Regions from separate parts of the Hordeum vulgare genome. Here region 1 is linked to region 2. Evidence: chromatin contacts called from public Hi-C data. All regions are on one chromosome and are shown on one strand. The core of a region is the stretch at or near the end of the contact, and the rest is flanking DNA. Distances in the headings are between cores, read along the strand shown. Region 1 holds the start of LOC123401309 (phosphatidylinositol 4-phosphate 5-kinase 9). Region 2 has its middle 19 kb from the start of LOC123406622.

Region 1 (4,895 bases), core at 1,293-3,792, 62 kb before region 2:
TCCCATCCTTCAATCCCCTGGTCCAGGTTCCGACATAGTAGCCACAATCACTCCATGTATAGATACCATACCCATGCATCATGCCATCTAACCAGTTGCCTTCGTACGAATCACCATTTTTCCATGTAAATGTTCCTTTTCCAGACATCTTGCCATTTTTCATATTGCCGGTGTACGTGTTTCCATTTTCCCATGTATACTTTCCGTGACCTTGTATTTCTCCCTGAATCCAAGAACCTTGGAACATGTCTCCATTAGGATACGTCTGGCATCCGAGACCATGCTTACGGTTCAGCTTCCACCGTCCCTTGTAGACGATGTTATCCTGCCCAGTGTACGTGCCTTCACCATATATGTACCCACCGGCATACTCGCCCTCATAGCTAGCTCCGGACGGCCACAACGTCTTTCCTTGCCCATGCCTCATCCCCGTCCTCCACTCGCCATCATAAATAGTACCATCTGACCAGGTATACCGCCCTGAACCCTCCGGCGTGCTTCCCAACAATGTACCGGAGTAGGTGTCCCCGCTGGGGAGCCTAACATGTCTGACTCTGAAGCCGGTGTTTGCTCCTGAAGCACGTGGGTCCTGGCCATTTGCCAAAGTTGCCAGCACCTCACTCTCGATGTTGCAACTGGCGCCTCGGAACAGATCAGCCCTAGCAGAACTGGATACCCCTTGTAGCTCGTTCCGAAGGGCCACTGGGGGTGTCATGCATACCCCAGAGCAGCAGTCGCCACAGAAACGGAGATTTGGATTCAGACCTCAACCTGCACATAATTTAGACAAGATACATGAGTAACTTAACATCTGTTTAGTGAAGCGAACTGCAAGATTTTCAGAAATTATTCTCATGAGAATAGAGATGGCCATAGGGTGAAACTTGAGGGTACATCAAGGCTGCAAAGCGGGCACCGAAACCCTCAGCAAAAGCTGTACAACATCAAAGCACACATGTGTGAATTCTGAACAGCGCACACACTGTCCTCTGAAATCCAAGCTGAAACATATCTAATTTGTCAAACTAAGACGAGAAAGCTTGTAGCACAAACCCATGGAGAGGATTGTTTTCTTTTGAGAAATCAGAGGGGAGGAGTCCCTCCACCTGAATATATATACTACCCAAAGTGGCCATATGCCAATAGATGAGAGGCCCTTATATCTATCTATCTTCACACGGAGTGGCAATGAGGCAATCAGCCCCTGTTGCGCGCGGAAGCCGGCTCGATTGCCATGGTTGAAGATCAAGCTAAGAAGCCGGACTGATGCTGTAGCGAGGGGATGAATCGAATTCAGAGCACCGATAAATAAATCTGCGCAGAAGACGAAAAGAAATACTAGCTAGCTAGAAGGAAAGCAGAGTCAAGCTGAAGTGAATGGAGGCTCACAGGTCCACCACCCACCCAGCAATCTATCTGTCTATCTATCTATCATTGGATCATATTATATCTGTATTAAAAAGGTCCCAAAACATCCAAGTGCTTATATCCAGAAACAAATATAAGTAACAGCTAGACTAGACTAGAAACAGGGGTGGCCAAGTGATGGAGGCAGTGGCATAGGGCCAACAACACACCCATTCAGCAATCCACCATTGGATCATGCGTGCAGTATGATATCTGAATTAAAACGTTGAAGTGTGTTATTAGTGCTCGTCCAGAAACAAATCCCCATGGAGGGAAACAAACTGATGGAGGAGGAGGACCATAGGCCCACCAAAGATATTGCATCACTGGACCAACCAACCAATATTTGTTGGTTCATATCCGGAAAAGGCTACTACTCCCGGTGGTCATCCACGGAACTGATCCCACTCCAGGGTGGGGGGGGGGGGGGGGGGGGGGGGGACAGAAACAAGCAGTACAAATGACTAGTAGTGGTGAGAAAAATAAAAAAACAGAGGCAAGTGATTCATCATGAGACGCCCGCCGCCAATCCAATGACCAATCCAATCCAATCCAGTCCAGTCCAGAACGGGGAGTCATGATATCGGGGCACCGAATCGACGGAGGGAAGTCGGCCGTGTCGGAAAAGGTCCCGGCGGCGCGACTGGCTACCTTTCAGTTCCTCGGCGTGGTCGCCAACGAAGGAACAGAAAAACAAACGGAGAGGGGGGGAACTGAATATAGAGACGAACCCCCGCGAGACGAGACCGGACGATACCGGCGCCGGCAGGGGATTGGATGAACCCAGCCGGCGGGAGGAGGGGAAAGCGGATCGAGGCGTACGCGAGCGGGGAAGATGGAGGAGTGGGGGTGGTTGCCGTACCGTAGCGTGGCGTGGCGGGGATCAGGCAGCGGTTACAGGACGGGGATTAGCGGCGGCCGCGCGCGGGGCGGCCGGCCTGGACCGGGTCGCGCGCGCGCGCGCGCTCGGCGGGGATTCCGAGCGCTGGCGCGGCGGAAGACGACGACGACGACGCGCGAGCGTGAGGAGGAGGAGGAGGAGGATGGAGGGTGATCGATCGAGTGGAGTTGGAAGGAAGCAGCGGAACGGAATGACGACGTGAGTGTGAAATGTCGCTCCCTCCCTCCCTCCCGTAAAGTACTGGTCCTGCCGCCGGTGTTGGATCTTTTCAGGCCGCCCGTCCGTCCGTCCCGGATTGGATTATATAATTATTATAATAATAAAGTACACTAAACTAAACTAAACTAAACTAAACCGCCTGCCCGCCTCGATGATTAACTTAACTAATAGTGGATGATGGGCTTTGTTATTGAATATCAGCGATGCACGGTGGGAGATTTTGGCTTTGGCTTTGGCTTTGGTGGACGATCCAGGATCTGTCACCGAGCTCCTCCTGCCAGGATCCGCCAGCAGTCAGCAGCACAGGGCTATTATTATCATTATTTTTACCGTCCACGCACCGCCCTGCCCACTTATTTAGGATCCAAGGGATGACCGGTAAGTAGTGTATGTTTTCATTTTTTTTTTTTGCAAGTAGATAATCTCGAAACAGGATTCCATCCTTCTTTTTTTTCATATAAAGCAACAGCCATGGCAGGCTTTCCATCCTTTATTTATTTATTTTGGCCAGTATATACTCTAGATACAGGCTTTCCATAATGTTTTGTATATAAAACAACAACCATAGCGGGTGACCTGCCACGCGACGGCGGTGGAGGCAGTTCCCTCCCGCACCTCCTTGGTGTTGCCGTCCTCGTTTCCCGATGCTTCCACACCCCGTCATCTAGGGTGTGAGGCGGCAAGGGTGGTGTCATCAAAAACACCACTACCTAACCGACCCGAAGCCAACCACCCAGCTTGCCGCCCACCAGCATGCGCCATCACTGGCTGACACCACCCTTGCCGCCTCACCGTGATCACCATCACGAGGCCAGATGACGGGGTGTGGAAGCATCCTTGCCGCCTTGCCGCCTTGCCGGTTCATTCGGCTCTGACGCAGTGACACCTGCGGGCGCCACCGTTCCTTCTTGAAGGACGCCAGTGTTAACCCATCCTGCATTTCCCTTCGTGTGACGGGAAAAATCCTAGGACATGTCTGGACAGCAGCGTCGTCGGCGTCGCGTTCCTTCTTAAGGGTTTTGCTTGATACGTGGTGATTCGAAGCCTTAGAGTGTGGTGGGACGAATACAGAGGATGCAGCGGTGCTGGCTCATCCAAGCTTTGTCGAACTGTCGTTGTTGGCTTTTTTTTAAAATTTGATGTATTGTTCGTCCCAGCAGTTACTATATGATCGGTGTTGCCTGCTTTTATAATATAAAACAGGGGATCCTTTTACGAAGAAAATAACAAATAAGATAAGGTATGTATCAAAACAGATAACTGGCTTCGACTTTGAAGAATTACACAGACCGTGTGTGATGTTTATCGCATCTCGGCTCTACACAGTTCTTATCCTTGGGTTCGAACTCGTGGGCAAATATCATTCATCAACCTTACATCGCACTCTGAACGGTGGTGTGAGAGTGCCGTCTGCATAGTTTCTAGCTGGTATGTTCTTCGCGACAACAATTTTCCATGTGATTGTTATACATGTTTCTAATTCGGAAACAATTAGTCAGTGGCCGTGTTGGATTTTTTGGAGAAAAGTTGCGCCTTCTACAAGGACGACCATGAATTTCTTTGCCAAACAGTAGACCTAAACTGTCACGGATGGGACCAAATACCATACATATGTGATTATCACAGTATAACTTTAAAGTTATGAGTATGTTAAAAAAAATTAAAGGTTATGAGTAGTACGTATTTGTTGTATATGGAAATGCATTTTGTTTCCCCATTATCTCGGTATTTGTTGTTTATCCCGTTCGAGGCACAGTGTATATGTATATCCTATTGGCATTCGGCAGGTCAACTTGCATCCACTCATCATGGGTCAAACTCTCCCCTTCAAGCTCCTTCCTTCCACAGCTAGGGCCCACACGCAAGTGGTTGGAATAGACGCATGAGCAAGCATGTGTCGACATCATATCACTGCTCAACACTGGCTTCGTTAACCCGTTAGATCAGGTTTAGGACCAAGTTAACTATTGACACTTATACATGCGTGATTAACATATGATCCAAAAAGAATAATGGACACCGTTCGGATTGCCGGATCTCAAGCATGCATGTATGCATATATTTGGTTTTATGTTCTTGGACGGCAATCTTGATTGTATTCTCCTTGTCTTAACACGGAGCCATGTAGAGCTTTTTGCGCAACGTCGAAGGAAAGAAATGTTTGGCTACAAGCCGTGGAAAAACCAATCGTGCCACGCTGCGAACCCAGACTTAATCAAGGGATATTTATCGTCAATAAACGAGCAAGATTAAGGAAGCAAAGCTTGCTATTTATCTGGTAATGCAGAGCAAGGGAGGAGAAGAAAAGGAGGAGACACATGCTTCATCCTTCATGGCATGTAAATTACCGTATGCTGATTATATTGAT
Region 2 (5,202 bases), core at 1,198-3,697:
GTCCCCCCTCTGGTGCAGGGGCAAGATTTGGAATTAGCAAAGAAGTGGGCGGATAAATGCGGTATCCCGGTTGAAGACGTTCTGGCTTCCCAAGACGATAGGTTACCCAAGGCTGTGGTAGCCCCTAAGCCACAGTTTGTCAGGGGAGCGCCTTTGGTCAGCAAAGATGATCTCCCAACAAATATGCGTTACTTGCATACATGATACTTAAGTGAATCAAAGAATGAGAGAACGATGATCGTGGTGAGTGTCCCACGGGAGTACTACGGCCGCCCCGAAGAAATCCATATCGACTTTGATGAACTCTTCCAGATGTACAACGCCGACGCCCTCGACAAATCGCTTATGAGTTGCTATTGTCTGTAAGTTTTTCAATTCGTTGTCTACATATAACTTGTTTAGTTATTTCAATTCATTGTCTACATATAACTTGTACTCTATTATGCAGAATGGAGATTCTGGAATGTAAAAATAGGAACATCCTAAATATTGGGTTTATTGACCCAGATAAAATACATATAGCGACGCTAACTGATAAACCCAAGGAGACGGAGGAAAACCTTCTAAGGTTTCTAACAGATCAAAATTTCTGTGACCACATACTGTTTCCATACAACTTCAGGTGAGGGTCTTTACTCTGTTGTGTCCATTCACTTATAAGTGTAATTGATAAGTTACTGACACACACACACACACACACACACATATATATATATATACATGTGCAACTTCCATTGGATTCTGTTGGACATTCAAATTGATAAGGGAAGAGTTGATGCCTCCGACCCATTATCGAGACCCTTGGAACAGTTCCAAAGCCTGCAGGACATGCTCCAAGGGTAATTTCAATCATTCTTGCGCTCTATCGGTCTCTTTCGATGATTTTCTGATATATCAATTAATGAAAAACTTAGCAAATCATTTTCCTTGTCGGGTAGGGTTTGGAAGCGGTTCAAGTGCGTGACTCCCGGTATCGAGCCTGAGAAGCTGACCTTTAGAGCGGCTCAGGTAAGTAGTAGTATGATATACTTCTATTTTCAATACATTTATGATGCTAAATTATTATTTTGATTATATATATTCTATTCTCGTAAAGTGTGACCAGCAACCACGGGGGACGCATCTATGCGGATACTATGTTTGCGAGACCATTGGCACGTTTACCTCTGAGCACAAGGATCACAGATACGACGTAAGCAATGAACATTCACACCTCTATTTTTACCCGTCATTCTTTGTTATCATGATTGATATTCATATTCATCTCCTCTTCTTATATAGTACACGAGCATGAGGGAGAAGTCCCTACCAGAGCAACGCGCAATTGCTGTTGCAGAGGAGCTTGCGACCTTTCTGAGGACGGAAGCTATAGATGACAAATGACGATTTAGTGTAGCTAGGGGCCATTACTGAAGTTGGTCCATGTAATTGTATATATATGCTCGCTTGTAAGATAAGTTAATCTTATATATATATATATATGCATAAACATGTATATTTATAATTATATGAAAACTAATTCCCGAACACCAAACGAGGCATCACGTTAATCTCCCGAACACCTAAACCCCAAAACCCTAAAACCCTAAAATAAACAAAATCTGCAGAAACTCTTTAGTCACAGTCCGTGTTAAGACTCGGGACTAAAGGGCCTGCCCCTGAGGACGCTCCGAGGCGCCCACGTAGAGCACCTTTGGTCCCGGCTTGGAACAGGGCCGGGACTAAAGGTTAGGCCTTTAGTCCCGCCCCTTTAGTCCTGGTTGGTGAACCGGGACTAAAGCCCCTTACAGGCCGGGGCTATAGGCCCTGTCCCCACTAGTGTCAGTGTACCTTGCACGACATGAAGGCTGCAACACGGTGATCTTTTGTCTCGAACTGCCTCTCTTTGGTGCAGCGAGTTAATTCTTCTATTCGTGATCGTTCTGTGATGGGTTCTGTTGTGGCAGATATCAAGCATGCAATCTCAGGCTTTTCTTGTGCTATTTTAAGCATATTCGTCGGCATTTTAAAGTTTTAGATCATGGGGTCTAGCTAAGTCTTGTATGTTTTTCAAAAAAAAAGAAGCTAAGTCTTGTATGTATTCTAGTGATCTTTGTTGTTTTCGTTCTTCTCCGGTTTGTATCCGTGAGATTCTTTGTAATTTTATTGGTTGCTTAATAAAGTGCTGATGTTTAAAAAAAACATGGTAGCTGGCTATGTAGATGGCACGCAAAGGTTGGAGGAGCATTGCCAGGCCATGCAACCTGGGGTCCGTGTAGATTGTCACAATTCGGATCAGGGTCCAGAAAACCACATTTCGACTTTGTCATCAGTATCAAGAATATTGTGCTAAATTTCATTATTTTTTAACTAATTAATGGCATGGGTACATAATTTTAATCATGTTTCTAACTCGTTGAACCTGACTGTATGAGCTGACGCGATGCATATATAATGTCAAGAACACTTGCGTTGACCATTAACACAGACAGAGGGCCAACCATCAACGTCTTGTTTTCAATTGTGATGGTTTTATGCTATCCGAGAAAACGAAAGCAAGAAAGAAGAAATTTGACTAATGAGGATCTTAATTAATCTTCTGAAATATTAACGCGAGTAGCAGCGGCGGACCTATGTTAAGCCGAGTGGGGGCCCGGGCCCCCAGTCAATTTCTATTTTTACTGTTATAAAGCCTAATATTTTATTAGTTGGGCCCCCAGTTAATCAAATATTTGGGCCCCCAGTCACTTCGGCCCCCACTGAATTCTTTGGGTCCGCCCCTCGCGAGTAGTAGCATAGATGATCCCTCGCTACCTCCATTTTTTCAACTTCACACCCTCGACCAACCAATCAGTGAAACAACTAACTAACGAAAACTAGCTTACCTCGGGTAAACTACTCTGCCAAACCATATTTGCATTTTACTGCTTTGATAAGCCCGGCCTCTACCTACCTATCCCTGAACCTGATACATATAGCATGCCATGGTATCATTTTCATTTTCAGATTCGGACAGAGATAGAATCCAGAACTTCGTGAAAAACCATTAAATACTGTGAATCCGGTCCATCGGACGGCACCGCCGCTCCCCGGAAGCAAACAAAGCAGGCCAGTCAACAACCACCTCCACCGGGTAAAGAGAGCAGACACCCACATCATGACCACTGCCGCTACGATGGCCAATTTCATAGTCTAGATTAACCACAGATGACAAGCACCACACAGATGAATCCACTGAACAGATGCTCTACAGCTCTGGAGCTCAAGCCGGCTGCGGTTTGCAGTTCCACACGATGACACTGAGAAACTTCCTGCCAGCAAGATATATGGTACTCCCTCCGTTCCTAAATATAAGTTTCATAAGAAATTTCACTAATGGTCTACATACAAAGCAAAATGAATGAATCTACACTCTAAAGTATGTCTATATACATATGTAGTTCATTAGTAAAACCTTTAAAAGACTTATATTTTGAAACGGATGGACTACTTACAACTCAAAGAAAAAGTACACTCCGAGCTGGCTTTGCATTACATGTACGATCGCGGAGCACTTTTGCCGGTGCTCTTAATTCGTGTCCAGCTGTTTTCTCGTTTTGTTTCCTGCATATATTGATGTATAGAAATTTAACTCATGCCGATCGATTGATCGATCCAATTACCTCATCGGCCAGCGCAAAAGAAAAGAACGATGCTTTTTCTGATAGAAGAGATATATATATATATGCTCGAGAAAAGTATATTTATCGTTCCTCAACTCTTGACGGAGTTAAGATTTTGTCCCTCAACTCCGAAATCGGACAACTTGCACCCCAAACTACTAAAACTGGACAAGGTTAGTCGCTGGTCTCGGTTTTGACCGGTTTTGGTGCTGGCTCACCCCGATTTTGACCGATGCTGACTAAAATTCGTGTGAACTTTTCAAATCCGTGATTTTTTTCAATTGAAATACTCTTTTCAAATCTGCTCAGTTCATTTCAAGTTCGTGTAATTTTTAATAATTCATTAACAGTACGCTAATTTGAAAAAAGTATATGAATTTGAAATAAAAGTACGCAGATTTGAAAAAAGTATGCGGAGTTTTATAAAGTTCACACATTTGAAAAATGCACCAGAGTTTCAAAACATTACATGAAGTTGACTCAGCATGGTCAAAACCCGGGTCAGACAACATCAAAACCGCTCAAAACAGTGACCAAGGTCGCATCTTGTCCGGTTTCAGTAGTTAAGGGTGCAAGTTGTCTGATCTCTGAATTAAGGGACCAAATCTAGACTTCGCCCAGAGTGAAGGGACAAAAAATATACTTTTCTCTATATGCTCCGGTTTGTCTCGGTCGATCTTACCTTGATCCGTTTTCTTGGGTATTTTGCTTGCATGCAGCACACTTCTTATTTTTTGTCCATGCCTTTTATAAAACAAAAGGTCGGTAGGTGAAGTTGTTTCGTTTCCTATACGCTACGTTCCATAATAGTTTTTTTTTTGTTTCTCGGCATGGATAAAACTAAGGGCTCTAATGATTTGATTTAAAGGATTTTCATAAAAAAATTGAAGGATTAAAATCCTTCATATGTTGGTTGTTTGATTCATAGGATTGTATCCTGTATAATTTTTTCAAAGGATTTTTTGTACTACTTCTTGTATGATTTCTAGCAACCGCTTAAACCTCTTAGAAAGAATCCTTTGTTTTTCCTAAGGTTTTATCAAACGAAACATGATCCGGCGGGACTGAGATGAGTTTGACATTCCAATCATGTGTTTTTCCTATTCCCATGTTTTTAGAATCCTGCAAATCAAATAGGCCCTAAATGTTAACTATTGTTAATTACCATGCATGCTAAGAATGACATACTTAGTAGAGTAATATATAAATTGTTTTATCTGTGTATGGTGGAAGGAGATGGTCAATGTCATCCATCTGTATGACCTACAAGTATAGATAGGCATTGCGGGCAAGCCATCACGATTAGTTGTAGTTGCCGCATGCCTAGATGTTCTCTCATATATTACTAATGTGTTTCGAGTGTGAAATATTTCTAGGAACTTTTGACTCTGGACGGCTAATTCTACCGCTTATGCAACATCTAAGCTACAGAGACAATGTGTGTGTTGGCGGGAGAGGGGGGTCGAGGAGTCGGGGGAGCTGAGGATCCTATTTATCGCATGGATCGGACCATAGCGAGCATCACCTCGTCAACCTGGTTTTCTTTCACTATTTAGTTTTT

Evidence for each region. A called contact is a pair of places that touch in the nucleus more often than the background predicts.
Region 1: a Hi-C map of leaf shows a contact between it and region 2, with 3 times the contacts expected there. The contact joins the promoter of LOC123401309 here to the enhancer-like site in region 2. A contact is called at or near these places in 3 of 6 Hi-C or Micro-C datasets (all in leaf).

What each region holds. Positions count from the first base shown.
Region 1 is chr6H:557,504,223-557,509,117 of MorexV3_pseudomolecules_assembly, reverse strand. LOC123401309 (phosphatidylinositol 4-phosphate 5-kinase 9) reads right to left here and starts at 2,542. Exons shown (of 10, transcript XR_006611069.1): 1 at 2,270-2,542; 2 at 1-771.
Region 2 is chr6H:557,441,841-557,447,042 of MorexV3_pseudomolecules_assembly, reverse strand. No RefSeq gene overlaps it. Among protein-coding and RNA genes, the nearest start is that of LOC123406622, 19 kb to the left of the region's middle. Within about 2 kb of position 2,447, at least 2 of the 3 cell types and tissues checked have open chromatin away from gene starts, as enhancers often do. A contact at or near this core is called in leaf, where this site is marked.